2 separate regions of the Drosophila melanogaster genome follow, and region 2 is linked to region 1. Evidence: chromatin contacts called from public Hi-C data. All regions are on one chromosome and are shown on one strand. The core of a region is the stretch at or near the end of the contact, and the rest is flanking DNA. Distances in the headings are between cores, read along the strand shown. Region 1 holds the start of CG12054. Region 2 holds the start of PNPase (Polynucleotide phosphorylase).

Region 1 (6,920 bases), core at 3,446-5,945:
TTCGATCTGGTACTGCGACGGAGTACCAGGAGGAGCACATGGTCTGCGGCGTGGGTACTTTATCTTATCGCCAGAACAAGCATAAGCCCAAAGCTTGCTTAATCAGCGAGTGCATAATAACAGGTGCCCCTCCTCGGTTTGTCCCCTTCGCCGTCTTTATTTACTTCTCGATCCATGTGTGTGCGCACAACATAACCTCCATGAGCACGCTTTATTTCCCAATTAAATCGTTTTGGTGCGTAACTGTGTCAGCCGGGCCATTCATCATATTCGCCACCGGGCACCCTGTACATTCGTCATGCGATTGCAGTTGCAGTTAACGAGGGGCTGCTAAACGATAAAATAACACGCATCGATCAGCTGCGGATCTCACAAATGATTGTGTCACTGCAGTTAGTTTAAAATCAGCTAGTCGATTATTAGATGGGCAACTTAAATCCCCAGATCACAAGGTATACGTGTGCCAAAGTCAGATATCTACTGCCATTATGCCAAACTAAGTCGCATCTGCTTTCATTAAATGCACTAGACCTCGTAGCATTAGTGAATAGAAATCACAAACAAACTGCATTTACGCCCAACAACGCCCACGTGACAAAGGTCGATAACGTTGCAGTTTACTTACTTCGATTTGTACTCGCAGGCAAACGTATAACATATGCCGCAAATTAGCTATTATGCGAAACATATGCTTTCATCTGAAGACTCCCGCGCCCCGCCACTCTGCTCGCTTATCAGCCGAAAGGCGATTAAAAACATTTGCGGGAGTGATTGCGATGATGTCTACGTGCCGGCAATCGATGGATGACACATATGGACATGCGAACATGCGGACATACAGACACACCATATGTGCGTAATAGTTCCACGTACTTTGGGCAACATTTCAGCAAGTATCAATTGCCTTGGACACTCGTCACTTAAAACTGCAATTATATACACGTATTCTAGCTGATGAAATTGATGTGCCACGCCCCTCATCCTATCGAGAACACGGCGTCATTTGTCAACGGTCAAATCAGTTCACCCGGTTCGGGTTTTTTTTTATATTTCTGCTCCGCCTTCGTTATTGTTATTATTATTTTGCCGTTGATAACCCCAGACATTCACGACTTCTCTGTAGGTGACTTTTTGCTCTTGCCTCGATGTTTGCATGTACATGTACATACATATACCCTGTAGTTCCACAACATCACGAAATCGGTGATTATGCGCTCGAGATGCTGGAATAGCAATGAATGAAACTGCAGGGTATCAAATCGAGTATTTTACAAACAGCTCTTGAGCAAATATCCTACATACGTACGTACATATCGTAGCCACATACAAGCCCACATCTGTACATGCGTCGTATTTCATACGTTTTTCGCATTTCAGATACAAAATAAACGCAGATTCCTCTCTCTTTTGCACTCGTGTGACTCATGCACTTGTTGCAGAATTTAAAAACGATAACAAATGTTTTTTCTTTTGCTTGAACATGCTGTTTTGGTTTGTTTTCATTTCGGCAGCTATCTCAAAAACTTTCCAATAGCTGTGAAGAAAGAAATTCGAGGAACACAAGTCATTGACTGGAGTCTAATTATGTTGACATGGCAAATGCAGGGACACCTTTTCATTAAAACCATTTAATAACCTTCAAAGTTCATTGAATCATAAATGGTTGGATGGTTGAAATTACTCATCTCATAAGAAATAGAAAAGTCACAGAAATAACCTTGCAAACCAAAAGTATTTCAAGGTCAAAAGGGTTTGCTGGCAACCCAACCTTTATGCGATTTTCTTGTTAAGTCCCCCGATTTATAAAATCCTCATTTTAACTGGAATAAATCCCATATAATCTCTGAAACTGTACCTATTATGCGACTGTTTAGTTTGAAAATGAATCTTGGATGAAACCAAATGCGTTTTGGTGACTCATAGTTAGCTAGAATCTTATCTTTCAGATGAAATTCCCTGGTAAAATTGCAAAAACGATTTGACAGGTGCACAGGTACATTTGTTTGGTTTACTGCGGCAGTTAGCCTTTCGCAGCTGGTTATCTAAATGCGAGTGCAGAAACACTCATAAATAAATTATCCCGGGCATTTTCGGGACCGTACAACAGGTGCCTGGCAACTGTGAAAAGGACAAACCTGAAGGTCTCGCCGCCTTTTGCGTTGCCATGACAACCGAATCGAGCCGAAACGAAGCGACAACGCCCACTGAGTCCTGATAACAGGCACACATCCATATCCATGCACCCAGCCATCCATCCAACCATCCAACCATCCATCCACTCAGGGAACCCACGCATCGAATGTCCTTCGAGATAATGAAATGATGGGCATTTATAAGCCCTAGAACAGCTCGCTCACGTAATGGATACGCAATGGATGTGGGGAAATGGGCAAACGGGGGATGCGGGTTTTCGGGGCCTCGGGCGTATTTGGTATCTGGGCCTGGGCGATTTTGGGGGTGGCAGTTGCCAAGTGGGCGTATGCTCGTGCCTGGGCTTTATGTAATGCCCCGGGACGCAAAAGGGGGTGGTGGCTAGGTGGGAAAGCCTGCCCGGGCAGCCATTTTATATGTTCAAGTGTGCGTGTGTGTGTGTTGACCGTTATCACGCAGCAGTGGCAACAACAAAACAGCTGCCAACGTAATCGTCAGCTGAGCAACCCCTCTGCTTTCTCTTTCCAACCCCTCTCTCTACGCGTGTGTAAGAGAGCCTGATTGTGCACAGAGAAAAATTGAAGTGCAAAGGGTAATTAAATAACGTGTGTACGTACAGCTTACAAAGTAGGCGAGCTCTGCAATCACCACTTTACATTGCCCCTAAAGCATGAAAATGCATTGACTTGGATGAATGGTGATCTCACTCGTTAATTTTATGTGTTTTTGTAAATAAATTACACGACCTTTAAAAAGTACCTCATTCTAAAAGCAAAAAGAGTCAACCATACAAACGTACATACATAAAAATAACTCTCAGTGTAAGACGCACGGCATGTTCGGCATAAATAAAGCCCGTTAACGGTTAAACCACCCCCAAACCCCCGTTTTCGTAATGCGGCAACACTACTGAGCTTAACTCTATTGATTTTTCGCCCTCGAAAACCCCGCCCCTCGCCATACAATCACTAAAATTAGAATTTGTTTATTTCAGCCGGTAAACACACACCGTGGAAATGATTAATTGGAAGCCCACGGGAGTCACGTGGACGGGAAAGTTCAAGTATCGATTGTGATTGTGAGTGCGTGGTATGAGCGGAGGGGGAAGGCGCATGGGGCAGACAAGAAGCGCATCTCCTCCAACTTCTAAGTTCCAACTCCGATTACCGGATGCGGATACACCTGCCATGGAAACGAACGCCAGAAACAGCCGAACCCAAGCCAAGCCATGCGGACAGGTCAAAAAAAGGGCGCTCAACTCGCCGGTTTCCACTACACCGCAAACAACAACTAGATGCTGTGCTGGCCTTCCAAACACACACGCACGCACACACACAGACAGGCGGGGTTTTGAATGGATCACCGGCTTTTTTGCTTTTGTTTTGCTTGTGCTGCGCTCTCGCTCGCACCCGCACTTTCCAGCCAGCGCACCGATCAACGAATGCTGTACGCGCCTGGAAAACAGGGCGTGTGTGTGCGGCGTGCAGCGGTGTGTGTGGGCACAGGTAGCCATTTCCAGGCTTCCAGCATCGATTTTGCCTTTAAGTGCAATAAATGCCGAATGCAAACTGCAAATCATATCGTAGAAACAACATCCAATTCACCACGAAGCCGTTCACGCACTCACACACTGACGAACTCGCACACCTCTGCCCCGCTGCGATCCGATTTGTTTTTTTATTTATGCCGCGGCGAGTAAATAAAATAAACAAAACACACCGAGAACATCACGCGACGGTCAAATGATAGCGATATTTACGGTGTTTACGACCCGTCTCACCTATGTGGGTGTCCTCGATGTGGGAAATCAGATCGCTCAAGCTCGGAAACGTGATGCCGCAGCCATTGTACTTGCAGACGTTGATCAGGAAAACGGCCATAATATATATCGTATTATCATATATATATATATATCACGTATTCCGAAGAGAACGAATGTGGCGAGTTATGTAAAAAAACAGCAACTAAATCGGGGGCTGGTCAGTGTGGCCAGGTCAGCACTGCACCGAAACGTCCATTTCCAGGGCTGCAATTTCAGCTTAGCGGCGACTCCCACCCACTTCCAATGTGCTGTGGTGAGTTTAGGGGGTTATGTGGCGTTTGATCGGGCGAATACTGTTCGTTGGTAATCAGGCGATAATAAGTCGCTTTCGAAATTCAGCAGGAGTACATGGCTTGTTTTTTTGTTAGCGATGAACCCTGCTTGTACTGCAATTCAGCTGCTTCTGCCGTCTCTTTCCCTACGCCGCTGTTCGGTGTGGTGTGTTTCGCTCCTCTGGCGTTTCCTCACACACGCACACACTCATGCGCAAGTGATGTTATGCAATTGAGGGCTGCAACATTTTGGGGGGCGTAACTGGGTTTAACTGACTTCAAATTAGCATCAGTATTATATTTACTTACAGCATTCTGTGCTTCGATTCAGTTGCATTCGCAGTTGCCGCTGGGTAATTAAAACATAATTTAAGCCGACGTGACGTAGACACAAACACCGACGTCGAACGACGCGTAACGCTGCGTTTGTGGTGGTGTGCGTGACTGTGGTGAGTTTGCACGTACCAGGGCTGCACTGCATTCTCGGGCTCTTAGCGAGTGCACCCTCCTAACTAATTTAAGTCTAGCAGATACACCTTCCTATAGAACATTAAATATTTTGAGAATACAAACTTATATTTCGATGAAAATATGCCGGCCGGCTCTAGTTATTTACTAAGGCATTATTCCATAAGAAATTATTACAAGAAATAAATAAAAAATTTTATATTGTTTATTGCGTATAGAATTATGAAAAGATGCCAGAGGGCTCTAGTCGTTTCCTTTTGTATATATAGTTCCGTAAAAATTAATGAAAACAATAAATAATAATTAATTATATATTATATTATATATTATATATAATATAAAATTACACTTTTATTTCAATTTCGGGATAGGCATACTTGAAGCTTAGCTAAGGTTTATTAAAATGTTACCATATATATAATTTTTACATATGAATTTAATATTTTCCACCCCATCAAATATATTTTAAAAAGACAGGGAAACTTAGGGCACGATGAATATTATTACAACTGAAGTCTGGTTATATTTTATATACATAATTTCATCAACTATATTGATGATAAAAATATATTTCACAATACATATGTATGTAGTTAAATAAAAGAATAGATTATGTGCATGTAAAACACAAACGATTATACATACTTATTTGGCCCTACACTTGCCAAATTCATTGAAAACTTATCTAATTTATCTAATTATCTAATTATCTAATTTATCTATTGCATTTGCTGGTTGAAAAATTTTCAGAATGACCCGTTTTTATGGACCGTTCGCCAAAGATTTTATTTTATTAATTTGTAGTATAAATAAATAAACAAAATTAGAAAGACGCAGTTTCGTGGGAAAGGGCTATTTAATTGATTCTACGTATCCACTACTGTTATGGTCACACTGCGCCTATTGTGCAAGGGCAACCTCCTATTCTAGCAAAGACTCGCTCCTGGGGCGCGTCTCTGCTGAAAATGTGTAGCCAGGACTTGCACCGTGGATTGGGTTCTCAACCAAAATGGTATTTCTGGTACTTTCCAGTATTAAATCGACCTATCGTCCTTTTTCCCAGCTCCCGCTGACGGCCACACTTAGCACCCCCCAAAAGTCAGCGAAATTGTCAAATTCGTTTTACTGTTGTGAAGGGTTCGTTCGAAGTGAGTTGCTTTTTCCGGGTTTTTCCGTCCGCTGGCGGAGCACCCCCCTTATCAGCACCCCTCTGTTGGGTAACAGCCGTGCAAACGCCTCAGATAGCCAAAAAACGCGGAATTAGTGAAGAATCGTGTGAAATTTCGCCAATTAAAGTGCGAAACGTGTTTGATAATGCGCCGCCATCTTGCGGCACACTCGCACACACACACGTGTGCCATTCTGGTTTTGCAGTGGTGTGCGTGTGTGCCTCGAGTCGTTGCGTCACTGGAAAAGTTAGAAAATCGGCAAATTCGCAGAGGAAAAGCCAGCAAATCGGTTTCAATTGATGACTGAGCACAGATCGAGCTGAGAGTCGAGTGAAAATCCGGTGCGAGGGCAGATTTTCCGCATGTTACGTAACTTTTCTGAGGCGGCGTGGGACTTGATACAATGTATTCTTGGGACAGAAAGTCAGCCCAGAACTAATCGATATCTCCGTCTATATCTTTGCAGAGCCGTGCGCTAGCTTCAATTTTGTCGTAAGCAAAACAAAAAGGAAATTCAACCGAAAATGTTCGTGTCGACAGTCTCTCGCATTGCCCCAGTTGCCAGGAGCGCCGTAAGTACCCCTTCCCCATTTTTATGTCCGAATTGTGCGAGATAAAGTTAAAATGTGCAGGAAATTACATAATTATCGGAAAAGTGCATTGATTTTCCCGATCTAACCATTTGAATGCCGCCCTGGCGTGGTGAACTTCCAATGGCCGCGGTGAGAAAACACGGACGGCACACAGTTGCATAACTTTGAGGTTATGTGTGCGCCCAGTGGAATCTACTAATTAAATGCGAGAAATTGTGAATTATCGCTCAGCATCTGTGCGTAGAATTTAGTGAGTTCTTTTATTTGCAGTTTCAAAGGCTATCCCTTCATTGTATAACACCTGCTTTCAGGTCTGTGGTGTGTGTCTTTGAGGTTAGAACCGGCGAAAGCTTTCCAGTAGGGTGTTGAAAAATGAGAGGGGTGCGGGGTAATACAAATTGACAATAATTGACATTGTTTATAAAACTATAGTTGTTAATATCGG
Region 2 (6,727 bases), core at 3,979-6,478, 180 kb before region 1:
AAAAACAAACTCATCCGACGTCAGAAAACACTTAACGTTAGCAGTTCGCTGAATCGTTGCCAGTTAGAAGTTTCTTTGGGGAAAATTGCAACCAGACTGTCGCTGAATGAATGTCAATTCATTTGAATGAGCGTCGTGCTCGTCAATCAAATGATTCTATATATGTCGCTGGCTTTTATAGGTTCTATCTATGACATAATTTATGGCGAAACGTGAATAGTGTGTCTTATCAATTGGCCAGATAAAATTCTTTGAGCTCGAGGGAATCGTAAACTCACCTTTGGCTTCTCCAAATGAAATTGACCGATTCGCTGATAGCTGGGCAACTGAAAAATATAATGATACATAATTCGAATTACCAAATGCAACAATAAACAGTTTTACTTAATATGAAGAAGTTTTTAAAACTTAAATTGCCGAGACTTACTCATTCTGGCCACTTCCATACCAACAGCGACACAGCAGACCACCCAGGATCAGGCTTAAGCAGAAATTCCCGGAATCTCTGGGGCCCTCTGATTGCTGATTGCATTTCTTCCACCGCTCCCCGCCCCCCTTCCAACAGCCCTACACCATCCCTTCGCATTATTGTTAATGAATTCTACACGTATGGCGTTGCCTCGAATTGGGCTCCATTGGATTCAGTCGAAAAATCCTGTTTGCAGTCCAGGTTTTGCATAAAAATGTGGCCATACCCTTTGGCCGGTTAGTCATAATCGATTTGTAGCGGTGGGAGAAGTCACTGCCACAATATTTCAGCTTAAAATTAACCACAACATTTACGAAAATCAGTTAAAACCGGTTTGGTAAAGTTCAAGGCCTTAACCCATATGTTACTTTAATTGTATATAAATTATCTTATTTTAATTTGGGCACGCAACCGGTTACACAAACTCGCTGAACGCTGCTTCCTATTCGGCTTAAATCCTGTATAAATATTGTATGGCATAAATAAAATCAGTTAACAGCTCAACAAATGTTCTTTTATAAACTTTTATCAATCAATTCGAAAGCGTTTTTGTCAGTCTATTTAGATGGTCCAGAAGGCAATAGCATTTTTGCTCTTCAAATACGTTTAAATGTCTTAAATGAATTACTATTTTGACAAGGGTGTCCCTCTCTTCGACTACCGTTGGCGAATTTTATTTATCTCCTGCTCCTTCCTCTTCGTTTCATTTGGCCAAGTCGCTGTTGCCAAGGCGCTAAACTTGGCCGAGACGCAGTCAAGGTGTTGGCCACGTTGCGTTGCCACTTTTCCTCAGCACTGTGCTGTTTCGTTATGGTTTTGCTTCGGTTTTGTGATTGGTTTTTAAGTGCATGGGACGCCGACAACGATTTACCTTTTCTTCCAACTGTTTGGGCTGCAAAGTTTCAATGACACTTTGCATAATTTTTTTGAATTCTCTGCTGTGGGTGATGGATCACGATATCCTATTTTTATGTTGACAGAGGCAGAGCCCCCGAAAAATCCAATTTCTGGACCTCCCTCAAAAAGCCGGCAAACAAAACCAGATGGAGGACGAAAAAGACCAGCACAGCTTCCCATTAAATGGTAAAGTTTAAAGGTTGATGCGACAAAGTGGTAATAATACTCAGTCAAAGCTACGTGGAATGGGGCGGCGGGCGTGGCCGACGAGGGTTTGCCTTTAATCAAAACTGAAAATAGAGAGACAACAAAAGCGTCGAAGCGGCATAAGCCGAACAATTTCGGGCACAGGAAGGGGACCTGAAAAAAATGTCGAGGGAAACTTCTTTTTTAGCTCTGTGTACTTTGCGAGTTGTTTTCCAAGAGGGGAGGGGCAGTGGTTATTTCGGGGGCGGTTGTGAATGTAAAACGCTTCTCGGCAGACAAGAGCAAATAGAACACACGGCACAGCCGCCAGCCAAATATCCCGGGAAGAACAGTGCGATGGAAGCTCTTTGAAACGAAAGTTTATCAAGGTCATTACGCCATGGTGGCTTCCCTTTTCTCCAAGGCCATCAGCCCACCTGTCATTGCTGTCTTGTAGATTACCACCAGGCATTTCTGTTTCTTCTTATCGAACTACGCCAGACTGGGCAGGTGGGTGTGTCAGGCGGATGCTAGGCACTTGGAAACGATGAGGAGCACGGAAGAGATGAATCATAAGGAATCAATTCCAGTGCCGTGGGAAGTTATGTTCATATTAGTAGGACCTAAAGGAAGGAACCTTTCACGCTGCTTGTTTTCAAAACCCATTAGGCAGATGCCTTTTCATCTATTAGAAATGAAAAGGAAAGGAACCATCATTAAGTGGCTTTTCACTCGAAGTGATTCGATTAAATTTGCATGCCCTCCGGAGATTTCGTTTGGCAACTAATGAGCCCTCCATGTGCCATCCGCCCATTGCCACTGATCCTACCCATCCCTCTTTCACTTTTCCGACATATTCCGCAAAACTTTTCTCACATTTCACTCCAACTTTTCCCACACGCACAAGGAACTCGAACTGCAAGTTCTAATTGAATTTAGTTTTATTAGGGCACATGAAAGGAAAACACAGGGCCTGGAAAAATGGAAACATTGGGAGCGCTTTCAGTTTTCATTGGCTGCCAAAGGGTGAGGAAATCTGGTTTTCTTAAGGGCAAGGCAAATCCCATATTCTCAATCAAGGAAGGCAGGATTAATTAGATTGAACGAGAAGGGAACCTTAGAGCCTCTTTGTAAAGCCCAAAGTCACAAGAAAAACAGGCACCGAAGTTGGTAAGCCGATTTTGGACCAAAAACCAGCAAGTGAACAAAAGGCGGCGACCACAAAAAATTGATTTAAGCTGATTTTCGGGCCATTTGTGTTTTTCGTTTTCTGTTGTTTTTTTTTTTCTTCTAGAGACCAACAATATTGACCGACGACCACGCCCAGTTCGGGCGGCGTGAGGGGCGTGCGGCGCAATTAATATCAATTCCCGTTGGGCCATTAACACGAGCCAAAAACATATTGGCTAACAAGTGTCAAAGTCGCGCCAAATTAGCGCAGAAGGCGACGATGATGGCATGTGGGCGTGGTCGGGATTGGAATTGGAATTGGGAAGTTCAGTGGGCTGGGTCCAAGTGCTGGCAATGATATCCTGCCAAGGGAAGAGCAGCATGTGGCCAACCCTCCTTCGCGCTCGAACTGGCGTTCGTTGTTTGGGTCCTGCCCTCATTGATAATAATATTCGATTGGGTTTTATTTGCCCATGGGGTTGGCGCTGATGGTTTATTGTTGTCTGCACGGGGCCCAGGATACCCAGGATACACATGTTTCTGCCAATTGCCTACGTCATCCTGTCGGAATGGGTTGCGGGTTCTCGGGACTCACAGCTCGCAGCTCGCAACTCGAGTCGATAAACTGTGACGCAAGCCCTCGAAACATGGAAACAATAGTTGCGACCTGACAGTTGAAAAGGGCACCCCATGGGGTCACACATCAGAGATCTTGGACTTTAACAATCACCATCTGTGTACCAGAGTAGAGGTCTTCTGTGAATGGCACATTGACTCCCATCCGCCGATGAAAAGTGGAAACGTTTATCAGCTAAACGTCCAGCTCGTCTTAATTATGCAGCCGGCGAGGCGATTCTCAAACAATCAGAGACACCCGGCTGCCGATGACGTACCACAGAAAAAAGAACTCGAAATGCAGAAGCGATAAGGAAAGTACATCGGGACATTGCGAGGGTCGCCCTTGAAAAGCGGGGGAAAGTTACGCTTTTGGGGAAAAACTATTTTTAACGACTCGCATTTGTCAGCTGCAAATGGAAACGGGAATTTATTGCCAGGCAATCACGCTGATTTATGGTGATTTCAAAATGGTTTCACTAATTGGTTTGCGTTCTTTTCCAATGTTCGTGCTATAAAAATACAGATTTTGAGTTCGAGTACCGCAAATAGTTTTCTGTTAATTTTGGAAATAGGTTTCATGAATTATGGGGAATTTTCCTGTGCATCACATCTCTGATGTTATTCCGACATTTTGCATAAAACGTACAGTATTTTGGAAGTAGTGTGCAAGTGATTAATAAATAAATATCTTGAATTAATGTTTATATCAGCTCTGAAAACTTTACGTAAATATAAAATGTATGATTTTAGAAGTCAAAATAATCAGTGAACACGCATGGCAGTGAGTCATCACTATTGTGAATGCCCAATATATTTTTGTGTGAGCAATAGATGTTACTTCCGGATATCTTGGTAAATGCAAAAATAACAAGCTGACTTATGTCTACTAAGTCATTGATAAATTGTCAGAGGTTAACTAAAAAATAAACAAATTATTAATGATCCAACAATTCCACCGATTATCTCGATAACTTTTCATTTATTTACCAACCTGCCCTCTTTAGCGGGTCAAATGATGGACGGGAACAGCGAGACAATAAATAATGAGCTATAAATATTCATATAGTGCATTGTTGGGCTGATTGCTTGCATGTGTGCATCTGTGCATGGGTATTTATGCATTTAAAAAGCAAAGAAGGAGGACCTACTGATAAGCATTTCCCGATTGCTTTCACTTTTTAATCGATTGGCGTGGGGTGACAGGGATGGCGCGAGTCCTGCGGCATTAATGCAATTAATCGCCAGGAGAGACAAGGCCAACGTGTGTGTAATTTACAGTTACCGTTAAGTGCTTAAGTGCAAAGGAGGGGAACAGCCAGTGAGTTGTGACCACCGAGGAGCAGTAGAAAATAAGGTGATTTCAAGCTGATTAATGAGACTTACCTGTTTGTTTGATGTGCTATTTAAAGCTTCACTGTGAGTTTCGGCTGGTTGGAATTTTCGCAACAAATGTGTGGGTTCTGATAAGAAAGCGGGCGTTGATAAGACGCTTTTCCTTCTCTCTCTCTCTACCACTCCTTTCGCACACCACTGCAATTGCAGCATAAACAATTTGAAAGAACAAGAAGAAGCAGCGACACGCCTAGTGGGCAATTTTCCGGCCTTTTCGTTGGGAAATCTGCGTTTTTTTGGCTTTGCGCTCTTTTTTGACTTTGCCTTTTGGCTTTGCGCAAGAATACTCTTTGATTTTTTGTTTTTCTTTTCAATTTGACCGCATTTGTCGATTTTGGTTTTCTTTTCGGTTGTTGTTGCGGCTCTCACCAAAATTCACACACACAGGCGCGCTCTCACACATGCACAGATGGGCGGGCACACAGAACACACACACGCACACTACGACACACGCGGCGTTTCGTTGACGGAAAAGATACGAAAAATACGGCGTGAAATTCCCAGCTTTTTTCGAAAAGGCTCGCAAAACAAGGGCTCGACGCTCTTGCGGTTTTCCGGTTGGAGGAGTGGCTTTTCTAAGACGACACACGACGACGTTCGCAACTGGGCTTTCTGCAAGTGCCCAAAATTAACGATGGATCCGCGAATTGCCTGCTCGAAAAATATTGGAGTCTTCTGTAAGACCGTCGTTGAGTTAGTGAAAGACGTCTTCGACTCGCGGTAAAAAACTCTAAACGCGTAAAAAGACGGACTAATTTTGGCGGACTGTGTAGTGCTGATGCCTCAGCTATTTTCTAGCTAGCTTGAATTACTTAGATCTGGCGATTTGGACATCGTCGCGTCATTCTGTTGGTCGTTTTAGGACCTTTCAGAACATACCGTCTTAATTCTTCGTTTCTGAAAAGGAATTTAAATGCTGTTTCTTGCATGCTGTAACTAACATTGCTAAGAGTTGGCAGCACTGCAAATTTGACATTATCGGGGACACAAGCTAATAGTTCATTTTCTGGGAACCCTTCTAAATATCTTATTGGAAACGAAATTAATTTTTTTAAAATACGCTGTATTAATATTTACTACATTATTCCTAAGACATAATCCGTGTAATAGTTTGTCTATATAATTCATTTGTTGTTACCCTTGCCAGGTGGCAACGCCGAACGCACACATGTTGCACACTCTACTTTGTTTTAAATGGGCATTCTAGTTTTGAGATAACTGAATTAAACAATACAAATAGTTGAGGCGCTCTAAGTCTAACTTCCAAGTCTCAAGAAACGTACAGGGCTTTTATTGTAAGATTTTGACCACTAATTATTTCTTAAATAACCATGAAAATACAGCGTACAGAACTGTCGCCTCAGCCGGAATCACCCGGCACTTTTAGGTAATGGCCATGATTTTCACACGGAAATCGCTGAAGCTGCTCAACTATCGCCTCAAATGCCTAAGTTTGTCCTGCCCAGGAGGAAGGAGAGGAATCCAAAGCAGTTCCAACGGAGAAGCGCCCTCCGTGGAAGTCAACTTCAGCAATGGGTGAGTTCGTGGCCTCCACTCCGAGTTCCAATAGCAAAGTCTTGAATCCTCCGCAGACGTAACATGACCTTCAGTTCCGGCCGCCTGGCGAGATTTGCGAATGGAACAGCTGTGTGCCAAATGGGCGATACCGCCGTCATGGTCACCGCGGTGGCCAAGGCGAAGCCAAATCCCGGCCAGGGATTCATGCCTCTGGTGGTTGACTACCGACTGAAAAACGCCGCCTCTGGCAGAATACCCATGAACTTTATGCGCCGCGAACTGGGCCCCTCGGAAAAAGAGATCCTGTCCGCCCGCCTTATCGACCGTTCGCTACGCCCGCTCTTCCACAAAGATTATCGCACGGAGACACAGCTGGTGTGCAACATGTTGGCTATGGACGCGGTGCACAGTCCGGATGTGCTTGCAATCAATGCCGCTTCCATGGCGCTATCTCTAAGTGACATTCCCTGGAATGGA

What was found. A called contact is a pair of places that touch in the nucleus more often than the background predicts.
Region 2: a contact with region 1 is called in a Hi-C map of the Kc167 cell line, with 4 times the contacts expected there. A contact is called at or near these places in 13 of 107 Hi-C or Micro-C datasets (the Clone 8 cell line, the D17-c3 cell line, the Kc167 cell line and 6 more) and 4 of 7 datasets of targeted methods (the Kc167 cell line and the S2 cell line).

What each region holds. Positions count from the first base shown.
Region 1 is chr3R:31,218,477-31,225,396 of dm6, reverse strand. CG12054 reads right to left here and starts at 4,695. Exons shown (of 7, transcript NM_001260456.2): 1 at 4,555-4,695; 2 at 3,932-4,484. The coding sequence starts at 4,031. It overlaps ATPsynC (ATP synthase, subunit C), which reads left to right and starts at 5,767. Exons shown (of 4, transcript NM_143595.2): 1 at 5,767-5,861; 2 at 6,349-6,454. The coding sequence starts at 6,407. mir-4949 (mir-4949 stem loop) reads left to right here and starts at 6,025; the gene lies at 6,025-6,123.
Region 2 is chr3R:31,403,953-31,410,679 of dm6, reverse strand. PNPase (Polynucleotide phosphorylase) reads left to right here and starts at 5,228. Exons shown (of 5, transcript NM_170550.2): 1 at 5,228-5,409; 2 at 6,076-6,268; 3 at 6,325-6,727. The coding sequence starts at 6,123. It overlaps Gprk2 (G protein-coupled receptor kinase 2), which reads right to left and starts at 5,435. Exons shown (of 13, transcript NM_057519.4): 1 at 4,724-5,435; 2 at 279-326.